Linked DNA regions of Mus musculus: regions 1, 2, 4, 5 and 6 are each linked to region 3. A link is a contact called in public Hi-C and promoter capture Hi-C data. All regions are on one chromosome and are shown on one strand. Each heading gives the region's core, a stretch centred on a gene start, on an enhancer-like site or on the middle of the called end of the contact. The rest is flanking DNA. Distances are from core to core; before and after follow the strand shown.

The links. Promoter capture Hi-C pulls out the DNA fragments that hold promoters and counts their contacts. A called contact is a pair of places that touch in the nucleus more often than the background predicts. Capture Hi-C pulls out chosen DNA fragments and counts their contacts.
Region 1: a promoter capture Hi-C map of liver shows a contact between it and region 3, with 4 times the contacts expected there. The contact joins the promoter of 1810012K16Rik here to the promoter of Gins4 in region 3. A contact is called at or near these places in 4 of 39 promoter capture datasets (the 3T3-L1 cell line, the HPC-7 cell line, hematopoietic stem and progenitor cells and 1 more), 4 of 115 datasets of contacts at active chromatin or transcription factors (bone marrow-derived macrophages, large pre-B cells, pancreatic cancer cells and 1 more) and 2 of 9 other capture datasets (adipose tissue and liver).
Region 2: a promoter capture Hi-C map of pre-B cells shows a contact between it and region 3, with 2.5 times the contacts expected there. The contact joins the promoter of Polb here to the promoter of Gins4 in region 3. A contact is called at or near these places in 3 of 39 promoter capture datasets (the HPC-7 cell line, liver and pre-B cells).
Region 4: a Hi-C map of CD8 T cells shows a contact between it and region 3, with 3 times the contacts expected there. The contact joins the promoter of Ikbkb here to the promoter of Gins4 in region 3. A contact is called at or near these places in 3 of 39 promoter capture datasets (liver, neutrophils and pre-B cells) and 1 of 484 Hi-C or Micro-C datasets (CD8 T cells).
Region 5: a contact with region 3 is called in a promoter capture Hi-C map of pre-B cells, with 5 times the contacts expected there. The contact joins the promoter of Vdac3 here to the promoter of Gins4 in region 3. A contact is called at or near these places in 8 of 39 promoter capture datasets (the 3T3-L1 cell line, cranial neural crest, hematopoietic stem and progenitor cells and 4 more) and 2 of 115 datasets of contacts at active chromatin or transcription factors (memory CD8 T cells and pancreatic cancer cells).
Region 6: a contact with region 3 is called in a promoter capture Hi-C map of liver, with 3 times the contacts expected there. The contact joins the promoter of Smim19 here to the promoter of Gins4 in region 3. A contact is called at or near these places in 6 of 39 promoter capture datasets (the 3T3-L1 cell line, fetal liver, hematopoietic stem and progenitor cells and 2 more), 2 of 115 datasets of contacts at active chromatin or transcription factors (microglia and thymic regulatory T cells) and 1 of 9 other capture datasets (liver).

The regions. Positions count from the first base shown.
Region 1 is chr8:22,397,162-22,400,045 of GRCm38.p6, reverse strand. 1810012K16Rik (RIKEN cDNA 1810012K16 gene) reads right to left here and starts at 1,325. Exons shown (of 3, transcript NR_045473.1): 1 at 1,063-1,325; 2 at 768-899; 3 at 455-601. Slc25a15 (solute carrier family 25 (mitochondrial carrier ornithine transporter), member 15) reads left to right here and starts at 1,425. Exons shown (of 7, transcript NM_181325.4): 1 at 1,425-1,606.
Region 2 is chr8:22,652,088-22,654,787 of GRCm38.p6, reverse strand. Polb (polymerase (DNA directed), beta) reads left to right here and starts at 1,351. Exons shown (of 14, transcript NM_011130.2): 1 at 1,351-1,474; 2 at 1,671-1,728. The coding sequence starts at 1,414.
Region 3 is chr8:23,236,382-23,239,138 of GRCm38.p6, reverse strand. It overlaps Gins4 (GINS complex subunit 4 (Sld5 homolog)), which reads left to right and starts at 1,471. Exons shown (of 8, transcript NM_024240.6): 1 at 1,471-1,669; 2 at 2,040-2,159. The coding sequence starts at 2,064. Gm39141 (a long non-coding RNA gene) reads right to left here and starts at 1,359. Exons shown (of 3, transcript XR_870246.2): 1 at 1,271-1,359.
Region 4 is chr8:22,705,213-22,707,912 of GRCm38.p6, reverse strand. Ikbkb (inhibitor of kappaB kinase beta) reads left to right here and starts at 1,330. Exons shown (of 22, transcript NM_001159774.1): 1 at 1,330-1,443; 2 at 1,709-1,831. The coding sequence starts at 1,727.
Region 5 is chr8:22,592,282-22,595,225 of GRCm38.p6, reverse strand. Vdac3 (voltage-dependent anion channel 3) reads left to right here and starts at 1,413. Exons shown (of 9, transcript NM_011696.2): 1 at 1,413-1,542.
Region 6 is chr8:22,475,395-22,478,136 of GRCm38.p6, reverse strand. It overlaps Smim19 (small integral membrane protein 19), which reads left to right and starts at 1,258. Exons shown (of 4, transcript NM_001146117.1): 1 at 1,258-1,631. It overlaps Slc20a2 (solute carrier family 20, member 2), which reads right to left and starts at 1,437. Exons shown (of 11, transcript NM_011394.3): 1 at 1,212-1,437.

The sequences.
Region 1 (2,884 bases), core at 76-2,575, 840 kb after region 3:
CCACAGGTGCCAGCATGCATGTTTTCATACATACACATCAATTTCAGAATTAAAGGAATCTTTAAAAACGTGAAAAGGCTCATAGGGAGGCTGAAGCGGAGTGGGAAGCTGGTGGTGTAGGGGTCACATGACCCTGAGACTCTTCCAATTGAATAGGGCTAGAGTTAAAGATAGTTTTATCACTCCTGTGAACCACAGTTTTCTTAAGTATTCCCTGCTCCTTTTGATTTTATGATTCTTTTTTAAAGATTTATTTTATTTATGTGTAGTGTGTGTGTGTGTGTGTGTGTGTGTGTGTGTGTACCCCTGAAGGAACCTGCAGATGCTTACAGAAGCCAGACGGGGGAGCTGGATACACACCAGCGCTGGACTTGGGCGCTACCAGATGTGGGCTAAGAACTGAATTTTAGTTTCGTTCTGTTGCAGCAATGAAACACTGTTGCCTAAACTGCAGCTTGGAAAAGGTTTATTTGGCATTCTCTTCCAGATTGACGGAAGGCAGGAAGTCAAGGCAGAAGCCATGTAGGAATACAGATTACCGACTCACTTTCTTGGTTGATCTCTGGACGATGCTTTTTTCCCCCCTCCAATCCAGGACTTCCTGCCAGAGGAATGACACCACCCATAGTGGGCTGGGCTCTCCAGCATCAATTACTGATCAAGACATTGCTGCTACGGACCTTTCCATCCTCAGACTGACTGGATTTAGGCAATCCCTCTACTGATTCTAGGCTGAGTCAAGTTGATAAGTATCAAAGGTTCTTTACCTCTGCGCCCTCACTCCAGCGTCACTTTGAGCTTCTAATTAAAGCCTCAGGAATATATCGCTGGGAACTATAAAACCTGCAGCGGCAGCTTATATTGTTGTCTTTTCCATAATGTTCCTGGGAATGGATTTCCTTAGGGGAGAAAGAATGAAACCTAAAGCGACACAAAATAGACAATCAGACAAGCAACTAAAACCTAGGGATGTAGCTCTGTTGGCAGAGCGCTTGCCTAGCATGCAGGAAGCCCCACGTTTCATCCCAGCCACCTCACAAATCCAAGCCTGGTGGAACAAACCTGAAATTCCTTCTCTTGGAAGGGGGAGGTAGGAAGATCAGGAAGTTCCTGACCACCCTCAGCCATATAGCAAGTTAAGCCTGGGCTATGCGAGACCCTGTCTGTAGACAAATAAACAGATGATTTAAAAAGCTGCCCATAAGGGAACTTATAGTTCACCACTACCATTCTAGTACTTTCCATTTACTGTTAAAGCCACAGCCTCCTGGGGCTGGATAACGCTGGGAGACCTCAAGGTGAGTCCTCCCGGAGGCTGCCAGCTCGGCAGTCAGCGAGGAGAGCAGATTTCCGTTTCCTTGGCCAGCCTTCGGGAGGGAGGGGCGGAGGGGGCCTCGCGTGGGGGAGGGCCGGTAGGGCGGGACTTCGAGAGGGCGGGCCCTCAGGAGGGCGTGGCCTCCGGAGGGAGGGCTGGTGGAGGGGGTCTCAGGAGGGAGGGCCCGAGGGCCGGACCCACAGGGCGACCTTAAAAATTGCCCGGGGGCCCGCGGCCGCCAGCGGAGCGCGCGGGCGGCAGAGGGCGAGCCGGACACAGCCAGGCGCGGCGGTGAGGCTGCGGGAGCGGGCGGGAGCGAGCGAGTGGGCGACCGGCCCGGCTGGGGAACGCGGCTGACAGTCCCCGCCCTGCCGCACACGTGCCGCGGCTCCGGGCGCGCGCACCGGGCTCGCTGCGGGGTCCCGGGAGACGCGGAGGTTCGGGCGGGCGGGCGCGGTGGCCAGTGTGCGCGCGCTGCGCGGAGCAGAGCAGAATCCGGGTCAGGCCGGGTGAAGCGCTCCGCAGCTGCGGCAGTAGTTGGCACCCCGGTTGTCCCGGGCTGGGCCCGAGGGGTTCGATTGATGGTGGTGGCAGGCAGGCGGCCTTCTGCAGCCCAGCTGCAGCTCCAGCTGCAGCTCCAGACGGGTCCCTCCTTAGCGAAAGGCAGCCTCACCTGCGCTGAGCACCCGGGAAGTTCTTTCTGGCACCCTAGGAACCAGTGGTTGTGTCGGCGGCGTTGTTTCTGGGACTGCTGGGTAGTTTGAAGGAAGAGGGTGAGACGCTCAAAGGATTCGGGGTTTCTACTCCAAATGGTACAGCAGGCTCCTAAATTAGTTTAAATCCGCGCAGACCGGTCTGGTTTTTGCAGGTCCTGCATATCCCCCAAGCCACAGGTGATACTCAGGTCCTTGTGCATTCTTTCTGGGTTCATCTGTTAGTAGCGTTTCTGTCTTCTATAATTTGACAGATACCCCTGAGAAGGGGGCTAAGTGTTAAGAGTACTTTCCTGGTATGCAGGAAGTTAGGTTTAATTCCCAGCACGGGAAAGCACTTAAAAAAATATATCTTTTTAAAATTGTAATTAACATCATTTCCTCCCTTCCCTTTTCTACGCCTAACCCCTTCGGTGTAACCATATCCCCTACCCCCTTTCAAATTCATGGCCTCTTTTTCTCAGGACATATAATGCTACTTGTCTCTATATGGTGGATAACCAACTGGGGACTGTACTCTGGGGAAGACTATGCCCCCATTCCCAGCTTTCCTTACTCGTTTGTAGTTCTTTGTCAAGGGTTGAGACCCCCTCCCCCGAGATTTCCTTATCCATGTTAGTGTGTCTATTGCTTTCATCCTCATGTAGGTCTTGTCCCCAAGTTGATGCGACTTCATGGCCTTTCTAACATTTCTAGGAGACTCAAGTTCACAGCAAACTTACTGTCCCTTTGGCTCTTGGAGGGGGGGGGGGGATTAAAGGTTAATTCTGCACATATTATTTCTCTAGGACTTGAAATGTTTTCATTTGGTGTATGTGAAAGGGTTGGATTTATAGTGACTGCCTAATTAGATACA
Region 2 (2,700 bases), core at 102-2,601, 580 kb after region 3:
AAGTCCTCTGATCTCCAACCTAGTGAACTTGTTCCAAATGGTGCAGAACTTTTTAGTGGCAGCTTTGGGGGTGGACCTTGCTGCTTCTACAGGGATCACTCCAGTTGTCCCCCAAGCCCTCTTCCTCTTCATTATGTCTCCGTGCACAGGGACCTTCTGAGAGGTGTTTTCCAACTGTTCTGTCTAAATAGAGCTCATCTCGCCCCTCCTGAGGGCTGCCCCATTTCCTTGCCTTGTTTATCCGTGCAGTGTTGTGGTGGAGCTGAGGCCCCATTCCTGCTGAGCATGTCCTCTCACAGTGAATCACTCATTCTTGACTTGCTCTTAGGCCACTTTATTACCCCCTGCCAAGGACATGCGCACAGGACTTGACTTATCACTACTGTACATCCAGTAGCGAAAGCAGTGCCCTGTCCTTGCTAATAAAAATAACTCACTCACCTAAAACAACAACAATGCATTGCTGGACCTGGTGTTGCATACCTATCCCTAGCATCCAGGAGGCTGAGGCAGGAGGATTTCTATGAGTCTGAGGCCAGCCTGCTCTTCATAGTTCTAGGACAACCTGGGCTACATAGATACCCTATCTCAGAACAAAACAGAAACAAGAATAGAAATTTTAGAAGATAAGAGTGGAGTAGAAATGTAAAAGTGTATGTCCCCAAATAATAATACCTAAGTTGGATGACAAGCCCGTCATTGACTTCCCTTTTTCCTTCTATACTCTTTTCAGATTCACCCACACTAGTGTGTATCTTAATAACAATTTATGCCCAAACGAATTGCTGTGTTTGCAGTTAATATGGACCCCCATGAGGAACACTTATAAATGGCACAAGCGCTATATTTCAATTCAAGGACATTGTAAGGGGATCACATATAGAATATGAGTGTTCCATTGCTGTTTAGTTAAGTCAGACACTTCTTTCTTGGGGTCTTTTCCTAGCTTTAGCTTCTCCCACAAGAGGCATGGATACCGAAACAAACAAACGAACAAACAAAGCCAGAACACGTCTTTAGCCGACGGTTGGCATATTTCATTCCATGTTTTACATGGTGTCCAGAAGCACAGAGCAGCTCTTGGATTCTGACAGCAGAACCCGCGCCGGCACGCCTCACAAACAGTACAGGCCGTGTGTTCCATAGCTACTGTCCACAGCAGCCAACGTCCACCTCCGTCTGCATCTCGGGCTCTAAATCAGACTATTCTCAGACCAGGAGAGCAGATTTGATCTCTCAGGCTAACTCACCAGGAGGTAAACCTGACCTCCTAGCTCCCCTCCGCCCAGAGATTCCCCGCACCCGCACCCGCTAGCCCCGCCCCGTAGCCTGGCGCGTGACGTCACCGCGCTGCGCCCTGTCAGGCGCCGCCATTGTTCCACCGGTAAGACCCAGGTGTGGGTCCCCGGCGCCATGAGCAAACGCAAGGCGCCGCAGGAGACCCTCAACGGCGGCATCACGGACATGCTCGTGGGTGAGTCCCGGGCCGCCCTCCGGCTCCTCTGCTCAGCCGGGCCTCGCTTCTCCCACCCCCCCCCCCGCGGGTCGCAGCGCCCCGGCTGCGTCCGTCGCGGCCGCCGGTGGAGGAACCCGCCCACACCTCCATCCCGGGACCCGCGTTCGCGGGGGTGTGTGTACTTGTGTCCTCGAGCCCTTTGTTGTCTTTTCAGAACTCGCAAACTTTGAGAAGAACGTGAGCCAGGCGATCCACAAGTACAATGCGTACAGGTACGTTGTTAGCCGGCGTTCCAGGACATCCTAGTTTGCTGTCACTTAGCAGGGATGGAAAGCCGGTGCCCAGTGGTTCAAAGCTGAGTGGCACTTTATTTAACCTATACAGGGTTTTGGCAGGGCGTTATAGGGTTAATTCAGGAGACTGTACAGTTCCGACTGAAAATAGGTGTCTGATGCATATATTCCCACCATTAATCTTGAATTGACTGGAAATACAGTTTAAAAAACATAATAAACAACAGTAGACGAGATCTGAACTGTGAAATAGATGTAGTTCAGGAAATCGCCTTTCCTTCTGGATGGGCTGTCACCTTCCTGAAAACCAGTTGCCTGCCTATCACTACAAACCTCAGCGGGCACCTTCTCCTGGCCGCTCTTCCCACAGTCAGCTACTTAACCTATAAGCATCCCAAAGCCCCTCAGCTTCTAACAGTAAAAGTAAACTATCCTTGCTTTCCCCAAGCTAGCCCTTACAGCCTTACAGTTAGTGTTCTCCTATAGTCTGTTCCATGCCTGGATTTCCTCATTTGAAGTCGAATTATTATTATTATTATTATTATTATTATTATTATTATATGATTATTTGGGGGATTATAATTACATCATTTCCCCTTTTCCTCTCTCCAAACACTTCCATATATAACCCTCTATGATCTCTCAAATTCATAACCTCCTTTTTTCATTATATATATATATGTGCACATATATATACACACATATTTCGATACACATACATACACACACACATTTTCCTAAATACATAAATACAATCTGTTCCAACTGTGTAATGCTACTTGTATATTTTCAGGGATAACCAACTGATGTGTTAGGAAAGACTGTTTCCTGTAGTTCTTTGTGTAGGGTTGAGGTCCTGACCACTGTGGTGTGTCTGTCACATTCTTCCTTGTTCAGCTCATGTCTGGGCAGTCATGTTAGTAAGACCTTATGAGCATAGCTTCTGACATT
Region 3 (2,757 bases), core at 222-2,721:
TCCTGTTAGCAGATGAATATTAAAATGTTTACGCCACCAGGAGGCAGAGGTGGGTGGATCTTTATGAGTTTGAGGCTAATCTGCTCTACATAACAAGTTCCAGGTTCGTCAGAGTTACATGATGAGGCCCTGTATCAAATAAAAATAAATAATGAAAATTTTTTGTACGTCAGTGATAAACTGTAGAAAGAGATTTTGTTTTACTTAGTTGCTGGGGACTGGACCCAGGTTAAATGCTAAGATTGTACTGTACCACTGCACCACATTCCCCCGCTCCCATCTATACAAATCATTTTAATTTAAAAAATAGGTATAATACCAAGAATCTTTAGGCTACCACAAATTCAAATTTCCATAACTTTCTATTAGTCCTGTTATTTCTTTTTGTTGTTGTTGTGGTTTTGTTTTTGTTTTTCGAGATAGGGTTTCTCTGTGTAGCCTTGGCTGTCCTGGAACTCACTCTGTAGACCAGGCTGGCCTCAAACTCAGAAATCCACCTGCCTCTGCCTCCCAAGTGCTGGGCTTAGAGGCCTGTGCCACCACACCCGGCTCAATCCTCTGTTATTTCTTACTCTTTCAAGTAGTAATATGTCAGGATGCATAATTTATAGGTATATAAAACTATAAAAATTTGCAATCTGATTCCATCTCTGAAGCTAATTAGGAAGTTTGGCACTTAAAAAATATAAGGGGCTAGGGGCTGGAGAGATAGATAGCTCATTGGTTTAGAGCACTTGCTCTAAACCAGAGGACTGGAGTTTGGTTGTCGGTACCCATGTGGAACAGCTCATAACCACATGTTATGAGCTCCATCAGGATCCAGTGCATTCTTCTGTCCTCAGCTGGCACCACACTCATGTGCAAGCACACATACTAACATACATGAAAATAAGGAAATATATCTATAAAAATAATCTTAAGGGGGCTCAGTGGGTAACAGCACTTGCTATGCGATCGTGACCTGAGCATGTACCACATGCGTATATTGCATTCACACTCACTAAAAAGGTAGAATCCTAGAAAGTCAGTAGGCATTCTTTCATCACCAAAAAGAACAACTCAAATAACATTAGAGAACAACTCTGCGCAAAAAAAAAATGTAAAGGAAGGACAATGGAGTGAGTCTCTTAAATGTAGTTTCAACACACATATATGAATCTGTGAACAGGTTTGGCAATGGAACCAACCCACACACAGTAAATGTTAAAGGAAGGAAGGAACTGGGCCCTGTACCGATTCGCCACAAGACGGCGCTGCCTGGTTTCCTTACTGTGAGCCGAACGCCCCCACGTGGCCGTCCCGAGACGGTGCCACCCGGCACTTCACTCCCGGCCTCCTTCCCCGCCTTCCGGAAGTATGTTCTATAGCTCGGCAAGAGCCCGCCCCGGGGTAGGCGGGGCCAAGGGGCGTGTGTCCGCTTTCCCCTGGGCCTGATTGGTTAGTGCTCCCGCAGCGCGGAGACGTTTTCCTGTCGACGCTGTGTTTGGGGAAAGGAGCGCGGGAGCTGTACCGCTGCTGGTCGGGTCTGTGGGCCGCGGGCTTTCCGCGCGATCTCCGGCGCCCACCGCTCGGGGAGCCTCAGTCCGTGGTGTCCCCCGAGCGTGCCGGCTAGGAGAGAAGGGAAGAGGGATCCCTGAGCCGTGTAGCCGCTTTGAGTGCCAACTGCGAGGTGAGCGCTGGAGTGTCCAAGCGACCCCGGGTCAGTTGCAGCTGAGGACGCGATGTGCCGAGCACTTGACACGATGCACTTTTCTCATTTGAACCGAATGGGCTCCTGGGCCACTGAGGCAAAACGCTGCTCCTGGCGACGACAAGGAGCATTGCGGTTTAGTGTGGTATCTGCCCAGGTCCAGGCCCATGCAGCGGGAAAGATTAGGAGAGAAACCGACCAAGGGACTAAACCCAACACTGAAAAATCAGTCTCTGATTTCGCCATCCCTGGCCAGTGCACCCCCTTCAGCCCCAATAAACTTGTCCCTAAATGCCTTTTCTTGCAAGTAAGTGGGAGAAGCTTTTCAGGGTGTTGGTTTATTTTTCAGGTGTAGGTTCCCGGTTGAGAAACGATGACGGAGGTTCTGGATCTCCACGGACAGGACTCTGATGGGGGTAGTGAGGAGATGGTCCTAACTCCTGCAGAGCTCATTGAAAAGCTGGAGCAGGTAAGCACCCCAAATATGTCCCGTGTTCTTAGCTCTTAACTTACTCCAGGTGTGCAGTACCACGGCTCAGAAAATAAGGAAACAGAAGATTTGTTTCCAAAGAGCAGTGTTTGTAACATCTGCATAAAAATAGGAAGCCAGAAAGCAGGGCCTTCTTTAGGAGTCTCATCTTGTCAGTCTTCAAGGATGGCTAGTAAAAGTAGGCTTTGGACACATGTAGTAGAATGTTTCACAAAGCAATGCTCTGCTGTGCTATTTTGAGGACGTAAAGATGTGTGTGATCTGTAGAGAAGCATGCCATTTCTCTATAGTAGTCTCTTCCTCTGTTTCCTCCCCCATTGGAAGATATCTGCTCTAACAAGAAATTGCCATCCCTTTTGGTCATAATAGCAGTGATTATTTCTTGCATAGTTGTTGTTGTCGTCGTCGTCTTCTTCTTCTTCTTCTCCTTCTCCTTCTTTCTCCTTCTCCTTCTCCTTCTCCTTCTTCTTCTTCTTCTTCTTCTTCTTCCCCTCCTCCTTCTTTTCCTCCTCCTCCTCCTCCTCCTCCTCCTTCAATAATATCTTCTCATGAACCTCGGGTAGTTTAGGAATTCTGA
Region 4 (2,700 bases), core at 81-2,580, 530 kb after region 3:
GGGAACCCGTGTAAGAAAGCTGTGACTGTCCCGTGAGCTGTGGTTGGGGCAGAGTGCAGAATGTTCTTCCACAAGTGGCCTTCTAGAAATAATTGCAAACCCCATAAAAAGTGGATGCTCTCAAAAGGGGCGACATGAAGGGTATGGCTTGGGATGTCCACGTTCTCTCTGTGGGAAGGGTGGGGTCCTGGGAGGAATATTCTTGGCTTTTTCCCACAGGTGCAAGGATGATAAGACATAATACCAAGTGTTTTTTCACTTGCTGTTCTTGTATTTGCTTAAGCTCTCTGTAAACATCATCTCATGTTTTGCTTGCTTTAATAATAAAAGAGTGAGAAGTTCTTTATTTGCTCTATTCTTGAGTTCAAACGCTTAGAGTCCCCAGGTTATCCCACAAAGATCTTTGGCTTTCAATCCAGGGAGACTTTGTTAGCCTTGCTGGTCGCTGTCCGCTGCTGGGTTCGGATCTAAAAAGCCAGTAAATGTCAGAAGCCTGGAGCCACTGTGCCACCTTCAGAGGAGCAGAGATTTCACACCGTCTGACAAACGCCACATCATAGGAGAAACTGGAGCCTAGACAACGATGGTGGACCAGAACATATATTGAGCATGACTACTTAGTTATGTATACCACTTGCCTTCCACTTAAACCCAAACCTCATGGCAGGACCCCAAAATTAGACTTGGATCGGCAGAGGTATGGGTGAGAGAGATTAGATCGCTGTCTTTCCCCAATGTAGTCACATTGAATAAACCTCTTTTTCTCCTTTCCATTGGTAATTGTATCGTGAATTAGGCTATGGGAGGTGAGCGGCTGAACCTGGCTTGTTAGAGGCAGGGGTGGATGCTGGTAGGCGTGTGGGGTGTCCTGGTGGAGAAGACAATACCCAGCCTCTTGACCTAATAACTAGTAATTTCTTTATGCTCCCAGTGCTCAAACTCCATTTTTGATAGACAGTGCTAGTTTTTTGTTTTGTCTCTGTACTCTTCCCTCTCCTCCCTTCCTCTTTGAGGGGGATGGTGGTGTGTTACTTTCTGAGGAGCATCAGGATGGTTGATTATTCTTAATACTGAACCAGGAGCGGTGGGAGGACAGGGAGGCAATTCTTAGGACAGCCTCTAAGTCAGCACTAGTCGGGGCTCGGCAGATTCTCCCCTTATTAACTGCCTAGCCAGTCGGATCAAGCTCAGCCTAAAAAGTGCCAGGGTGAAGAAGAGCTCTCCAAGCCGCCAGGTCCTGCGCCGCCAGGTCCAGCACCTTGGCTGGCTGTGGCTGCGTCTCCGAGAGCCAGTGGCTCGCGCGTCCCCTTTAAGAGCCGTCTAGTACCCGTGACGTCAGGGCAGGAAGTGTTTGAGGAAGTGGCGCTGGGCTGGCTGCGTGGGGACCCCGAGTTTTCATGTCCTCAGCGGGTGTCGCTGGCGGCCCCGCGGCCCCCGGGGCAGGTGAGTCCCACGCGAGGGCGGCTCGCGGCGCGTGGACCGGCTCACCCGGGTGTGCGCTCCGCCTCTCCCCGGGGTCCGTGGCTGCGCCGCGCCCGATGCTGAGCGGACCCACCGGTGGGCCCGGCCGCCGCAACTTTTATTTGTTAACTACACCGGTGTCCTAGCCTCCCCTTGCAGGGCAGCAGCCACTGCTGCTCCCAGTTGCTTCTTGAGCTCCAGTGTTCTTCTTACTCTCAACTTGTCCTCTCTCCCTGCTTGCTTCTAGAGTTAGCAGGGCATCGATATGAGCTGGTCACCGTCCCTCCCAACCCAGACATGTGGAGCCTGGGAAATGAAAGAACGCCTGGGGACCGGGGGATTTGGAAACGTCATCCGGTGGCACAATCAGGTAGGGCTCTGGCACCAGGAAGGTGGGTGAGCTTTCTTGGCGCCTCTTCTGACCTGGCCCGGTGTGAATGGGTGGATCCCTGCCTAACCTTGGCGTTGTCCAATGGGAGCGTAAGAAAAAGGACTGCAAAGGGGATCTGTGAGCTGCTAAACTGACTCTTTTTAAAAAACCTTAATAACCATGCCACTTAGAAGGACACATGAGGGAGTAAGCTGTCATTCCAAGTATTTTGAAATTATATTTCTACTAATATTTAGACTAGCACGTAATACATTACATTGTGATAAATGTTGTAGAATACAGGCAGTGTTAAAAAGATGAGAGCAATAAAAAACATTTTAAATAACTTTATTTAAAATATTTTAGGTAGTTGATAACCCCAAGGTTTTTCTCTTCTCTTTCTTTCTCTCTTTCTTTCTTTCTTTCTTTCTTTCTTTCTTTCTTTCTTTTCCATGTGCCGCCATATAATGCTGAGTGATGTGGACTGATTTCATTTTTGGATCTAATTTTTATTCCTATTATTTTAGTCCTTATGTGTCTGATGTGCGTTGCTCATGTTAAAAGTTTGTGTTCTTCCAAAAAAAATTTGGGGGAGGGGGCTGGCAGTAAGTACGCTGAGATTCTTGGCAGGACTCTCTCTAGCTCGGCTGTTTACTGTGGGAGACTTATTTTATCCGATTTGGGTAATGAGTTCATCACAGTGCCTCAGGAGCACACAGTACTTGTGATGTTTCCGCTAAAGAGTACTTACTAACCTCAGGATACTTGAGTATCAGACGTGATGTGTGACTATCAAACTTGGGGGTCATGGCCTGTGCCCTAAGCTGAGTCCTCAATAAGCCAATTAAAATAGGCAAATTAATAGTGGA
Region 5 (2,944 bases), core at 164-2,663, 640 kb after region 3:
GTTTTGTTTTACTTGTGTTTTGTGTGTATGTTATGGACTCTGTGTTTATGTGTCTACTCTCCTCGTACTTCCTCTTTATTATTTTTCTTTTTTTAAGTTCTGGTTTGTTTGACTATTTGTATTCTAAAGAGAGAAATAAAGAAGGCATGGAGTCAGGTGGTTGGGGGAATCTGGGAGGAGCTGGGGGTGGGGAAACATGACCGGGATATAGTGTATGAAAAATTATTTTCAATAAAAAGAGTTAGCGGTAGAAACATCAACAAATATTTCCAAAAAGGCCATTTGTACATAACCAAGGCACAGTACCCTCAGATTCTACGTTGCTCTAGTACTAGTGTACTAGTGTAGTTTACTCAAATCTCCTCAGTTGCTTGGTTGTGTTCAATAGCCCTTTTGTTTTATCCACAGTCCAACTGAGACTCACAAAAACACTTTAGCATTACATCTTTTTGTTCTTAAACCCTTTTCTTCATCTTTCATGACATTGAAGATTGAGCAGTTGCTTCGCAGAACGTCCCTTAATTTGGATTTGCTTTCTCGCCCATAGACAAATTACATGCTTTGTTAAGAATACTGACTCGTGGGCTGGAGAGATGGCTCAGCCGTTAAAGGCTAGGTTCACAACCAAGAATATAAGAATATCGACTTGTGTCCCTTTCTGTGAATGACAGGGCACCTGAAGTTAGCTTTAGTCACTTGGTGAAGGCGATTTTCTGGCTGTGAAGGTCCTTTCCTCTTCAGTAAATAATCCGCGGAGTGAGTGAGTCCTGGGAACCATCGGGATCTCCTTAACCGTTTGCTGGGGAATCGGTTGTCACTAAGGTGGCTCTAAAGCAGTGGTGTGTTCCTTGCACAATTCCTGCGACATTGATTTCTCTTCTAAGAAGAGCTCTCTCTCCATCCTCTCTCTCTCTTGAATTAACTTGCATGCTCTAGAAGCCCGCAGTCGCCTAACCTCTAGGGCCTGGGTTTTCTCTCATCGTTCCAACTGAGAAGACTCACATTTTAAAATTACAGTTGACCTGGGACGAAGTTCCCATAAAGACCTGCAAGTCATCCACCATAGAGAGGGTGGCAGGGTCTGGGAGCGACACTCTGGCTGGCAGCTCGCGTCCGCAGAGCCCGCCCTGGGTCTCTGCTGGCGCCCTGCCCGCCCGCGCCCCTTCAGGGGACAGTAGCTACGGCTTTGGCACATTCTCGCGAGAGCCGCGCCTCCCGGCCCAGCAAAGGTCCTCAAAGGCCTTTCGGCCATTTCCACACCACCCCGCGCCGGTCACCCGCCAGCAGGGCCCCCACTGCGCCCGCGCACTCGCCCGCGCACGCGCAGCCGGACAGTTGGCCTAGGCGCCCGCCGCGGGGCCCCTTGCACGTCTGGTCTGAGGCGCGGCGCCGCGCCGCGCGCACTCGCGCTGGGGGACGACGGGCGCGCAGGCGCACAGGCGCGGCGGGGGAGCGAGGTCGCGCAGGCGCAGACGGCGTTGGTTCGAGAAGACCTTCAGCGTTGCCTTGGTGGAGCGGGACGGGCCCACCCTCGGGTTGTAGGTGAGGCGACCGCTGCCGCGGGCCGGGTGGGCGGATGGCCGGCGGGCCTGAGGAGCCGGCCGAGGCCACGGAGGAGGAGCTGAGGGGCGCCGACCTAGGGCGAGGCGAGGCAGGGGAGACTCCGCTGCCCGGACCCTGTTGGTCGCCTGAGGGCGGGAGTCGCCGCCCTGGGCCGGCCGCGACCTTCCGCCGCACCCGGCGTGCGCACTGGCGGTCTGCCCGGGGCCAGGCTGGAAGGCGGGCGGTTTCTAGAGAGGACGAGTCCCGGAACCCCAAACCTACACCCGACCCTGTCCTCACCCCGCTGTCTGGTGTGTCCAGCACTTGTCAGGCGTGTCTTGCACTCCCGACGGCCGAAGGGTGGATGCTCTTCATGCATCTTAAAAAGCAGAAACAAGGAACAAAAGAGAAGCTGTCTCCTCTAGTTAGTGCCTTTTGTCGTCCTCTCAGGCTCTAATGCAGCCTCAGGGCATGGTGCATAGCTGTCTTGTAGCGCTAAGATGATTGTGAGGTTGTAGCTTGACTCTCGAGTAACATGGAGTCCGGGTTTTCTCGATTTTTTTGCTTGATCATACCAGCAGTGCATTTCCCATTAGAATCATGGGTCCGAGTAAGGGACAGTTTGGGCATGAACGACTTCAGTTATCCACTTGACTTTTGCAAAGTGATGATTTTTGAGAAACAGTGGATCAAAAACGCTAAACGCAGCTTGTAAATAGCACTTAGACATTTCGACCACCTTGGTTTATTTTCTCCCTGATCAGTATGAAAACCTAAAACTGTATAAACGTTTCTGTCTGAATACGTAAGACCTGTGTTTCCTCCCTCCTAGAATGATGGCAAAAGATTTACATTACTACCGGGACTGTAAAATTACCCTGCTAGTGGACTCCAAACTCTGTAACATAGAGCAGAATTTTATTATAGATTGATGTAGAACATCAATACCACTCATTTGCCTTGACTCCTTAACTTTTCCTTTTGATTGATGCCTTGGATAAAACCCGTGGCATCAATTATAGATCCTCTTCTATGTAAGATAAGTGCTTTACCCATACGCCATCCCCATTTCTCTATAAATTTTGGGTGTGTGTGTGAACTTGTTTATGTGGTGTATGTACACGTTTGTGTGCACATCCGTATGCATGTGGAGTCCAGTGGTTGATGTTGGGTATAGGTCTCCTCACTGAACTGAGAAGTCTTCCTGTCTCCGCACTTTCCCTACCCCAGTGCTGTGTGGGTCCTCATATGCAGTTCCTCATGCTTGTGTGACAGACACTTTGCCAATTGAGCCATCTCCTTTGCCCCGACTTTATATATGTTTTTTTTGTATGCTCTTTCCTCTTAACTTTATATCATAGTGTGTGCATGTGACAGGTACAAATTTTCAATGACTTTCCAG
Region 6 (2,742 bases), core at 9-2,508, 760 kb after region 3:
AATTTGAGTAACGGCTCTGTACCTTTGCCTGGTGCCCACCCTATCTAGATCAACTTCTGACCATGTTATATAATGGGCACTTAGGAGTAAGAAAAGAGCCACAAGGCTTTTAAAACTCTTATACACCCAAATGGACTAAACACACTTCTATGAACTTCTTTCTAAAGCCACACTAATTTGCTAAGTTATTCTGTGATCAGCACCCTTATTTTCAGAAGAGAAACAACTATTTAAAGCCAACGTTCTACATAGTGGTGCGAGCTAATCAAACTTAAGTATTGAGAAACTGAACAATCTACGCCTATGTAAGAAGTTCCCCTTGAGAATGAACTGATATAAAACATCTATGAACATCTGGCACTGTCCCGGCAAACAGGCAGCAAACACCACGTGTACTACTCTTTCTAATTCTCTAACTTTAAACTCAAACTAAATGGTTTAAAAATTATATAAATGATTGTGTGTATAATATACGTAAACGCACATACACTGATACTACAAAAACATGTTACTGATCCTAAGGGAAGGTGAGTTTGTAATAGGCAAGACAACTTGTGAAAAGTTACAGTCTAATTATTTGCTCTTATCTCTGCACGCCAACTCAAGAGAACCGCTACACTGCGAGCAAGAATGGTAACAAGAAGTCAGATGATCCCGGAGAACTTGCCCTGCTGGAATTGCTAAGCCCTTAAGCACGTGGACAATGGGCCGCTTTATTTGCATGGCCGCACTAACCTGGGGGGACCGACTGATCGGTTTAATGGCGAAACTGCACTCACTCATTAACGATCACCACCTGCCTCACCCTGGAAAACGTAACCTTATTCAAGTCCCCCCACGCAAATGGTGTTTTTCTTTTTTGTTCTTTTTCTTTTAAAAACACCCTAGCCATTCAAGCAAAGATGCGAGAGAGCAGTCGCCTCGGCCTCACAGCCGGGAAGATGAGGAGACCGAGAACCCAGCCAGCCAGCTTCGTCCCGGGAGCACGCGCAGACACCCCGAGACCGCCCCACCGCGGAGGAGCCTCGGCGCCCTCCGGCCTGAGCCCGCCGCTTCCCGCCCGCGCCGACCCGGGCCGCGGCGCGCGGAGAGACGCACCGCCGCGCTGCACCGCGCTGCGCTCGGCTCCCGCCACACGCGGCACGCGGTGCCGCCGCGGCGTCGGGCTCCGATCCCGCACAGAGGGAAGGAAGAAAAACCAATAACAAAACCTGGCTTCTCGTTCCCTCCGGAAACCGCGGGCCGGCAGGAAGTGACGAAGGCGAGGTCGTCCGGTCCGCTGGGTCTCGGCCCGCGCTCCCCGCCCGACTCCCGGAACAGCCCGAGCGGAGCGGAGCGGCTCGGCGCGGCGGCCTCCGCACCTCAGCAGCCGCCGAGCGCCCGCCCGCCCGCTCTCCCGCTCGCTCGCCCGCCCGCGCGCGGCTGCGTCACCGCCCCGCCCCCGTCCCGGCCCCGCCCCGTCCCGTCCAGTCCGGGCCCAGCCGCGGGCTGCGAGCTGCTGCGGGTCAGATCCCGACCTGGGTGTCTCTGCGGGCGGAGTGAGCGGGGCGGCTGCAGCGTGCCTAGGGTCCCCGGAGCCCGCAGAGACGCCGGCGGGAGCGTGCGGCGTCCCGTCGCGGGAGGACTGTCCTGTATGTCACCTGGAACAGATTGCACAGGCTCGGGGGAGGGGGGCGGCGGCTGGAGGAGGCCAGGTTTGGGCGTCAGATCTGTGTGCCACCTCTGCGCCTCCCGTTCCCCGGGTCCCTGTGGCCTTGGGATCTCAGAGCCACCACTGTCACCTGTTATTGAGTTGCAGTGCGTCAAAGCAGGATGGGTGCAAAAAGAAAAAAAAAATTACTCGAACGTGTACTGCGCAGTCCACAGGCCTCAGCTATGCTCCGTCCTCTAGGATGGGGTGAAAGCCTGTGACCTTGTTCCCGTCTGTTTTAGGACCTCAAACGTCGCAGTGCTTCAGAGAGTCAGGAGAATGAATCTTCCCCTCATGGTGTTTGGGTTCCGTTGTTAGAAATTATGTGTAGTCTGAATTTCCGTGAGAGAGTAACAAAAGTCCCACGTGAGAGGCAGAAAATAGCATTCCAAGCGAGGTGGCAGGTTCTAGAACGGAGTGGACAAACTTTAAAACTTAGGATAATGTCTCATGATTACCTGAAAAGGATTTTGTCACCCAAAAGGAGGTCAGCCTTAAACTAAATCCCGATGGATGCGTTTTTTGATGTCATGATCTCTTAATATGCGTGTTTAACCTGCAGCTTAAATCAGCTCCATCTAGCTAGCATCTTTCTAATGCAATAATAGTTTAAACATTACATCACCGGACAGCTGAGGGAAGATGTCAGTTTTCCCATAAGAGCCCAGAATGTCACTCTCAGCATCAATCTACTAGAGCATTAACTTGCCTGAAATGAACCAACCCCTGGACATTTTACTTTAGACTGAAGGGGAAAGGCGCATATCCTCACACTTGGTTAGGTTACACAAAGTGCGTGGGAGGCGTGGTTAAAGTACCTCCATGTCTGCACTGTGGACTCTGAACTCTCCATTCCTGACTCTTCCAAAGCGTGGCCTTGATGGTGTCAGGACTAGCAGGAGAGGCCTAGCTTCAGTGCAGACCCTTTAAACTGTGGGTCTAAGGAAACTCATCCACCCAGGACCTGTGGAGCAGCGGTGTTATTGCATACTATGGATGGTTTTATAGAATCTGTTTTGCCATCCTGGGTCAGCAATGGTTAGAAAAGCTTT